Linked DNA regions of Danio rerio: region 2 is linked to region 1. A link is a contact called in public Micro-C data. All regions are on one chromosome and are shown on one strand. The core of a region is the stretch at or near the end of the contact, and the rest is flanking DNA. Distances in the headings are between cores, read along the strand shown. Region 1 holds the start of si:dkeyp-121d2.7. Region 2 holds the start of zdhhc5b (zDHHC palmitoyltransferase 5b).

Region 1 (4,301 bases), core at 534-3,033:
GCCAGGAAATTAAAACTTGGCCACAAATGGGTCTTCCAAACAGACCATGACCCGAAGCATACTGCCAAATTAGTTAAAATGTGCTTAAAGGACAACAGAGTGAATGTTTTGAAGAGATGATCCCAATGTTTCCACATTCCCGGACCAGGCCGTGGCAAACCACTGGCTTGCTTGGTTCTGGACTTGTAGAGCTGCACATTGATGGATTGGCTCTCTCAGCAGTGAATATAGTTTGGACTCTCAGCAATGAATATTAAACCACACTGAACTGAACTAAACTGAACTTAAACCCTGAAAACTGGTCTGACACGGTTTTAATTCACTATGATCTTCTATGTGAAGCTGCTCTGACACCATCTACATTGTAAAAGCGCTATAGAAATAAAGATGAATTGAATTGAATACCCTGGAGTTTTCGTGCCGTTGAAAACAAAGAGTTTTAAAAACACTGAAGAAGTTGTTTAAAATGCTGGTACTGTTGTCAGTGTAGATGAGGATAACGGAGGTGTGACTGCTGACACTGAAAAAAAATGTTCATTGGATTTACTACATTATTATGGTAGGTGGTTGCTAACAATTTATATGGGCTGAATTTTAACAAACAAATTAAGTTGAAGACATTTATTTTGTTTAAATCCAGCTGATATAAATAGTTTGCAACCACTTACCTTAAATACCACTTAGTAAATCCAATGATTTTTTTCAGTGATGACCTTCTGTGTAGATTTCCATCCATCAAAATCTACTTTGAAGCACTGTTTAGTCGATGTTTCTTCACCCTCTCTCTGTCTCCTCCACTCCCTGCAGATGTTTCCTCGCATATGATTGGCTACTCACCTCCTCTTTAATGCTGGCCACCTCCTTCATCTCCTCCTCCACATCCTCTCCTCCTCCAGTGTTGAGACGGGCACGAAACCCTCCTCCAGCCCGCTCCTCCCACGCTCCCCCCGGCTTGCCTCCTGAGAAACAGACGGGAGGGGGAAGGAGGAGAGGAGAACAGGAGGGGGAGGGAGGAATGCAAAAGGAGGAGGAGAGGAAGGAGAAAGAAACATGAGAACTGAGGAGCAGGTCGCCATGATGGTTCTCGATAAAACAGCAGCATCACCCGCTGGATCTTACTTTGGAGATCCGCTTTGCGCGCTTTACGCACGGCGGTGTCCTCCGCGCCGAGCAGCCCCGCCGCGCGCCGACCGGCCGCCCAGCCCATGCCGTATTTGCGCTCATTCCTCAGTTTATTCTCAGTCAACCTCAGTCTCAATTTAAGAGCTTCGTTCTCTTTTCTGTTCAGGGAGATTTCCACCAGGTAGTCGTTGACTGTGTCCTGGAAGAGTTTGGTGATCTCGCACACTGACGCGCGGACCAGACTGTCCATAACCGCGGTCAGGTGCGCTTGGAAGGTTTTAACCGACTCCGCCATGGTTTCACAACTATTCACGTATAATAAATAAAGTTATGACTAACAAAATCCCCGTTTTTACGCCATATATGTCAGCAATGGTCAGACTTCATATTTAATATGCACGCTTCGCTATTACACCGAGTAAAATATACACAAATAATCTGACATCACCGACTGTCACCCAACTTTGTAGCGCTCAGCCAGTGGAGTGAAGCCCGTTCTTCTGTCCGCTGTCTTTAAGATCGCAGAAAGAGAGCCTTTAGAGGATGATATTCCACCTCAGGTGGTCTCGTAAATGTGGTCGTAGTTTAGAAAAGATTCTCGCTGATGTTTTACAGGTGCGTTATCACAATTCCACCGAGTCTCGACCACCCCTCTCAACTCTAGAGGTTTTAATTCTCGCCTACAATATTATTTCCGGATGTCGCGTTCTGCGCATGCGCAGGAGCTACCGTAATTACTCGAACATAACTGTCAAGGTGTTAACTGGTTAGCATGGGGTTTGGTTTAAATGCAAATACTGAATACAAAACAAAAAAAAGTACTATAATGTCATATCAATAATATGTGTTTGCTGTTTTCATGTGAAGTCTGCTGTTGTGATGCTTATTGTAACACAATTTGAGCTGCATAACTTGTTAGAAATGTGCTACACTACAAATATAAATTTTCCTTAAACTTAGTCCCTTTATTTATGAGGGATCACCACAGCGGAATGAACCGCCAACGTATCCAGCATATATTTTACATAGTAGATACCCCTGCAGCCCCAACCCATCACTGGGAAACACCCATACACACTCATTCACACCCATACACTACGGCCAATTTAGTTTATGCAATTCCCCTATAGTGCAATTCCCCTATAGCGCATGTGTTTGGACTGTGGGGGAAACCGGAGCACCCGGAGGAAACCCACACCAATACGGGGAGAACATGCAAACTCCATACAGAAATGCTAACCGACCCAGCTAGGACTCGAACCAGCGACCTTCTTGCTGTGAGGCGACATGCAGTGCTAACCACTGAGCCACCATGCCACCCACTAAAAATATATTTATTATAATAACGTAGTTTCAGGAGCTGATGAAAATAAATGTAATTAATTAATAAGCGTAACACTATATACGTAGCATATGTATGTATGTGTTAGCCATCTTGTTAATTTAATCGTAACGTATAACATATGTATATATATATTCGTTCATTTTCTTTTCAGCTTAGTCCCTTTATTAATCAGTGGTCGCCACAGCGGAATAAACTGCCAACTAATCCAGCATACGTTTTACGCAGCGGATGCCCTTCCAGCTGCAAGCCTTTACTGGGAAACACCCACGCACTCTCTTTCACACACATACACTAGCTAGAACATGCAAACTCCACACAAAAATGCCAACTCAGCTGGGGCTTGAACCAGCAACCTTCTTGCTGTGATATATATATATACATATATATATATATATATATATATATATATATATATATATATATATATATATATATATATATATATATATATATAAAATCTATCTATACATATATATATATATATCGTCAGCTTGGAATTATAAGGTTCTCTCTGCGTTCTGAATGATTTTGAGATATTGAGCTTAACAGTTTTTGCAATCTATAGCAAACAGTATGTGTGTAACATTTGCTTTTTAAATAAAAACTTTTACATCCCAAACATCCCATAATGTAAATAAGTTGTCATTTAATAAGCATGTCAATAACTCAATTTTTGACAAAAATTTATATATATACAGTATATATATATATATATATATATATATATATATATATATATATATATATATATATATATATATATATATATATAATTTATTTATTTATTTATTATTTTTGCAGTTGATTTGCAAATGATCTTTCATTAATATTTAGTTTCAGTTTCTGTCTTCATTAAACACTTAATCATTTATAATTTATATATTTTTAGCATTAAACTAAAATGCTATTACTATTATGTTCTCCTTTATTATTGTTTAGTTTCTGCAGTCTATTTGTCTGCACTTGCTGTATACAACTTTACCATGCATCATATTACAAGTGGAATTCATTTGTAATCTTTTTACATTTTATGATGCTGCTTTGCTTGTTTTGCTTGTTAATTATTATTTATTTTTAATGGGGCGGCACAGTGGCTCAGTGGTTAGCACTGTTGCATGTTCTCCCCGTGTTGGTGTGGGTTTCTTCCGGGTGCTCCAGTTTCTCCCACAGTCCAAACACATGCGCTACAGGGGAATTGATTAAACTAAATTGGCCGTAGTGTATGAGTGTGTGTGTGTGTGTGTGTGTGTGATTGAGTGTGTATGGATGTTTCCCAGTACTGGGTTGCAGCTGGAAGGGCATCCGCTGCCTAAAACATATGCTGGATAAGTTGGTGGTTCATTCCTCTGTGGCCACCCCTGATGAATAAAGAGACTAAGCTGAAGGAAAATTAATTAATTAATATATTATTAGTATTATTAATCAAATAGAAGTTTTGTCAGTGAAAGGGATAGTTCACCATAAAATTAAAAACCCTGTCATCATTTACAAACCAGTTTCTTTCTTCTGTTAAACACAAAATAAGATATTTTAAAAATTCTCAAATCCTGTAACCATTGAGTTTCATAGTATTTGTGTTTCTCTACTATAGAAGTCAATGGTTTCAGTTTTTTTTCTCAAATAATTTCTTTTAAGTAAGGTTTTGACTGAACTGTGCATGTAATAAAATAATAATCAAATCAAATGTAAATAGAAATTATATATTATAAAATTATTAGAAGTATAAAAAAACTATAAAAAATAATAAAGTTTATTCATAATTATTTACAGACAATAAATAACCGTTAATAAAACTTAATACTTAATTAATAAATAAAAAAACTGCAATTTTAGC
Region 2 (4,301 bases), core at 1,208-3,707, 38 kb after region 1:
GCAAATTCAATTCATAAATTCAAGACACAATTCATAAATATGCAAATCCAATTCAGAACTTTAAAACACAATTCATAAATTTAAAACAATTCATAAATATGCAAACCAATACATGAAATTAAGACACAATTCATAAATATACTAGTCCAATTCGTAAATTTAAAACACAATTCATAAATTCAAAACACAATTTAAAAATATGCAAATCCAATTCGTAAATTCAAAACACAATTTTTAAATATGCAAATCCAATTTGTAAATTCAAAATAAAAGTCATAAATGGTCACATCCAATTAATTTGGGGTATTATTTTAATATTTTTACTTGTGAATTCACAAATTGTGTTTTGAATCTACAAATTCGATTTGTGTATTTATGAACTGTGCTTTGAATTTACAATTCAATTTACAATTTGAATTTTAATTGTGTAAATGTGTATTATGCTGTGCATTTATGAGTACTATTTTTGAGACTGATATGGCTCCATACTTTTGTCTCGTTTCTAAAAAAAGAAATTCAAAAAGGTTTCTAACATCTTGAGGGTGAGTAAATGTTTGTTTTGGGGTGAACTATCCCTTTAATACACTATTATTTATCTGCATTTATTATAAAGTGTTCCCAAACACTGCAAAATAAAGCTTCTTTAGATCATTTTCGTCTTGTTTTTTTTAGTCCAAATATCCAATAATTCTTGAATCAAGAAGCATTTTCTTGACAAAGTTATTGTTTTGTTTTCCAAAATGATGGATAAAAATAAGTGAGTTTTATCTTTAAGCATGCTAAATAATCTGCCTACAGGGTAAGATAAAAAAATGTTATTCAAAGCAAAACTTTGATTATTTAGCTTACCCCATTACCAGATTATTTAGCTTGTTTTAAGATAAAACTCACTTAAATTCCACCCATTATTCCTGAAAACAAAACAATATTTCTTTACTCATCTAAAAATGCTTCTTGATTTAAGTATTTTGGGAAATTTGCACTAAAAACAAGATTAAAATGTTTTATTTGTCATATAAAATGACAGGTTTAAATACTCAGCAAGACTAAAGCTCTAAATATTAAAGGCATTTTCTGCATTGTAATCTTGATACACAGGTTCAATGTTGCTGGGCAATGTTGCTTGGTTATTTTTCTATTAAGATTGGGCAACAGTATTGTATCTAATGTAGCCCTAATTAGTTGCTCTGTGTCTCACCCGGTTGCCCTTTTATGGCATCATTGTTCAAAACAACATTGCTGAGTAATATCTAATTTTTACATGTTAAAGAGACTGTTTACCCAAAAATATACAAGCTTAAATATTACATCAGTATGAACTAATGATGAGTTAAGTAATGATGACTGACTAATTAAGAACTGAACCTAAGGGGATAGTTCACCCCAAAACAAACACATTTAAACTCTCCTTTCATAATTCTAAATCGGTTCAATTTATTTCTTCTGTTGGACACTAAAAAAGATTTTTTGAAGAATGTTCGAAACCGGTAAACGCTGACTTCTATTGTATTTGTTTTCCTATAATGGATGTCAATGGTGACCGGTTGCGAACATTTTTTAAAATATCTTCCTTTGTGTTTAACAGAATAAACAAACTCAAAGATGTTTAGAACAAGTGAAGGGTGAGTAAATAATGACACAAGTTTAAATTTTTGGGTTAACCGTCTTTTTAATATGTAAACTTGAATATTACATCAGTATGAACTAATGATAAGTTGAGGCTCACTAATCAAGAACTGACCTTAAAGGGATAGTTCACCCCAAAACAAATGCATTTTTTATTCTCCTTTCACTTGTTTTAAACCTGTTTAATTTATTTCTTTTGAAGCCGGTAACCATTGACTTCTATTGTATTTCTTTTCACCGGTTGCGAACATTCTTCAAAATATCTCCTTTTGTGTTCAACAGCAAAAAAGAAACTCAAATGTTTGGAACCATTTGATTAAGTAGTGAGTAAATTGAAATGTTTGACCCCTTATTTTAACTGTGACATGAGTATTATGAATTCAAGTGTGATAAATTACCCCAACTTAATACATTACATTTACTGACAAACAAGCAGTAACATGCAGTCTGAGGTCCGTATTTACACATGAATTCAAAGTTCTCCTGTTAAAGTTAGCTCTTCATTAAAACATCATTAGTTCATATTAAAGTACTTTTAAATTGAGGTATTAGATTGTTAATCTACAGTTGTAAGGAGATAAGCAGTTTTGTTGCTGTGTTTGGATTGCAAATTTTAATTTTGTACATTTCTAAAAGATAATATGTTTCATTTTTAATAAGCCCAGTTGAAATTTCACCCGAGCTTCTGAGGAAACAATAAAAACTAACCAAAACCAGTTTGACAACATGTTATCTGCATGACTTTTTTTTTCTTCAGTAAAATTGCTTCCTAATCTAATTGTGCAATTATTACTTTCACATTATATATTATGTAGACACCAATCTCCGGATGTCCTATACCGGTGTCCTTAATTGATGCTGGGGCTGAAGAAGAAGATGATGATGATGCCTTGTTAAGGGTTTTATTTTGGGCTTATCAGGCTGTGCATCGGATAAACGACTTTGGGAGTTTTCAGCCCCAGGCACACACAGATCAAAAGCCGTTTCCCAAGCCGTAGAAACGCACTGAGATTAAGGGAGAGAGAGGATCGAGAGAGCTGAAGCTCATCTCCCATCTGATAATACTGCTGCCCCGGGTCGGGATGCAGAAGAGAAACCGAGGCTACAAATCACAGGATGTGTGAATAAACGCCAGCCATTTAAAGTACGTAAACACTGGAGGATTACGGCAAAGAGTGAGTATATACGACCGAATGACATTCATTATACACGTGTTGGTTATTTAAACGCGTTTAGGTAAGGTTGCAGTTCGCTTTTGCTCTGTTTAGATAGCGAGTCAGCTCCGCCGCGTGAAAGCGTCCCTCAGTCGATGGTGTAAAAACGCGAGTCCGAGGCTTCATTCTGCGGCCTTGTTAAACAGAACCCAAAAACACGAAACGAAAAGTTAACGCTTGTATTTCATAGGGTGACTTGTTAGTATTGTGTAAACTACATGCGATATTATCTGTATTAAAGTCTTTTTTTACTTAATTAAGGTGGTATTTTGAAGGACGATATATTAGCTTGGCTGGTAAGCTAACGAAACTGGGCAAAACTGTAACGTTAGTTACTCATATCTTGGTTTCACATTTAAAATAAGGCAAGTTTTTGTTTAATTCGTGTCGATAGTTAATTTACCTAATTTTAATGTGTGTTTTGGCTGTTAGTTAATGAGTGTCACCTAATGAGTTTTCATTTGTGTGTGTTATGGTTGCAACCAAATATGTATTCAAATAAGTGCAGTGCACATATATGAGGTCTAAATGTTGTCTAGGTGGCTTAAAATGTTTTTAAATGTACTGTAGGTTCATTCATAATCCACACGCACTGCAGTCATTTATATATAGTAAACTACACCTGGCTTATAAATAACAGAGCCAACATTTTTCATTAATAACCCATTCACCAAGTCACTTTTGTAATAGTTGAGACGACCATTGTAGGTCAGTGACATCCTAACATCATTATTCACTATGTTCTTGCTTGTGTTGTTCTCTGTCTTGTCAGATTTTACCTGACATCCTCATTGCCAGGTTATTGATTGAACGGGAATGCTCCAATATGTTATACATTACTCATATTGACATATAAAGCCCTTATGAAGTGAATCAGGTTGCGCTGTGAATGAAGACAGCAGGAGTAGCTGCAAGGAAAGAAGATTATGAGTGTAATGAGGCTTGTGAATGCAAGGCTCTCAAGGTCACTGTGTGGTCAGTGTGACAGCAGACCTGTGGTAAAGGGGACTTGTAAGAGATAAATAGGGTTGAATTATGTGACAAAAAAAAAAACCTGGTGGAGAATACAGGAAAGAAAAAAATAGAGACGCACCCATTCCTGATGAGTCAGAAGTTGTGACACAGGGCAGCAGAAGCATGATCAGGTTTCAACACGATGAGTGTGTACACAAATGCAGGTTTCCCAACTCATTTCTTTATGCTTCACCTCATTTATGTCAACATTCGATATGAGTTGCTAGAAAATATAAAGGAACCAGTTGATAGGGATGGAGGATATCTTATCATTTGCAATATATAGGTAAAAATTCTGCCCAAGATAAAAGTTAGACATGATAATATTAATGATAAAGTCTACGATTAATATGTGCAATGATTTCTAACAGTAGCACATGTCTAATACAGTTTTACATTCATGAGGCTGTTTCAGGGTGTCTGCGGGCTCTTAAAGACTTAATGTCT

What was found. A called contact is a pair of places that touch in the nucleus more often than the background predicts.
Region 2: a contact with region 1 is called in a Micro-C map of caudal fin, with 2.0 times the contacts expected there. The contact joins the promoter of zdhhc5b here to the promoter of si:dkeyp-121d2.7 in region 1. A contact is called at or near these places in 1 of 18 Hi-C or Micro-C datasets (caudal fin) and 2 of 4 datasets of contacts at active chromatin or transcription factors (embryo and gastrula embryo).

The regions. Positions count from the first base shown.
Region 1 is chr14:53,745,362-53,749,662 of GRCz12tu, forward strand. It overlaps si:dkeyp-121d2.7, which reads right to left and starts at 1,784. Exons shown (of 5, transcript XM_003199971.7): 1 at 1,120-1,784; 2 at 838-959. The coding sequence starts at 1,417.
Region 2 is chr14:53,782,334-53,786,634 of GRCz12tu, forward strand. zdhhc5b (zDHHC palmitoyltransferase 5b) reads left to right here and starts at 2,458. Exons shown (of 11, transcript XM_073922301.1): 1 at 2,458-2,801.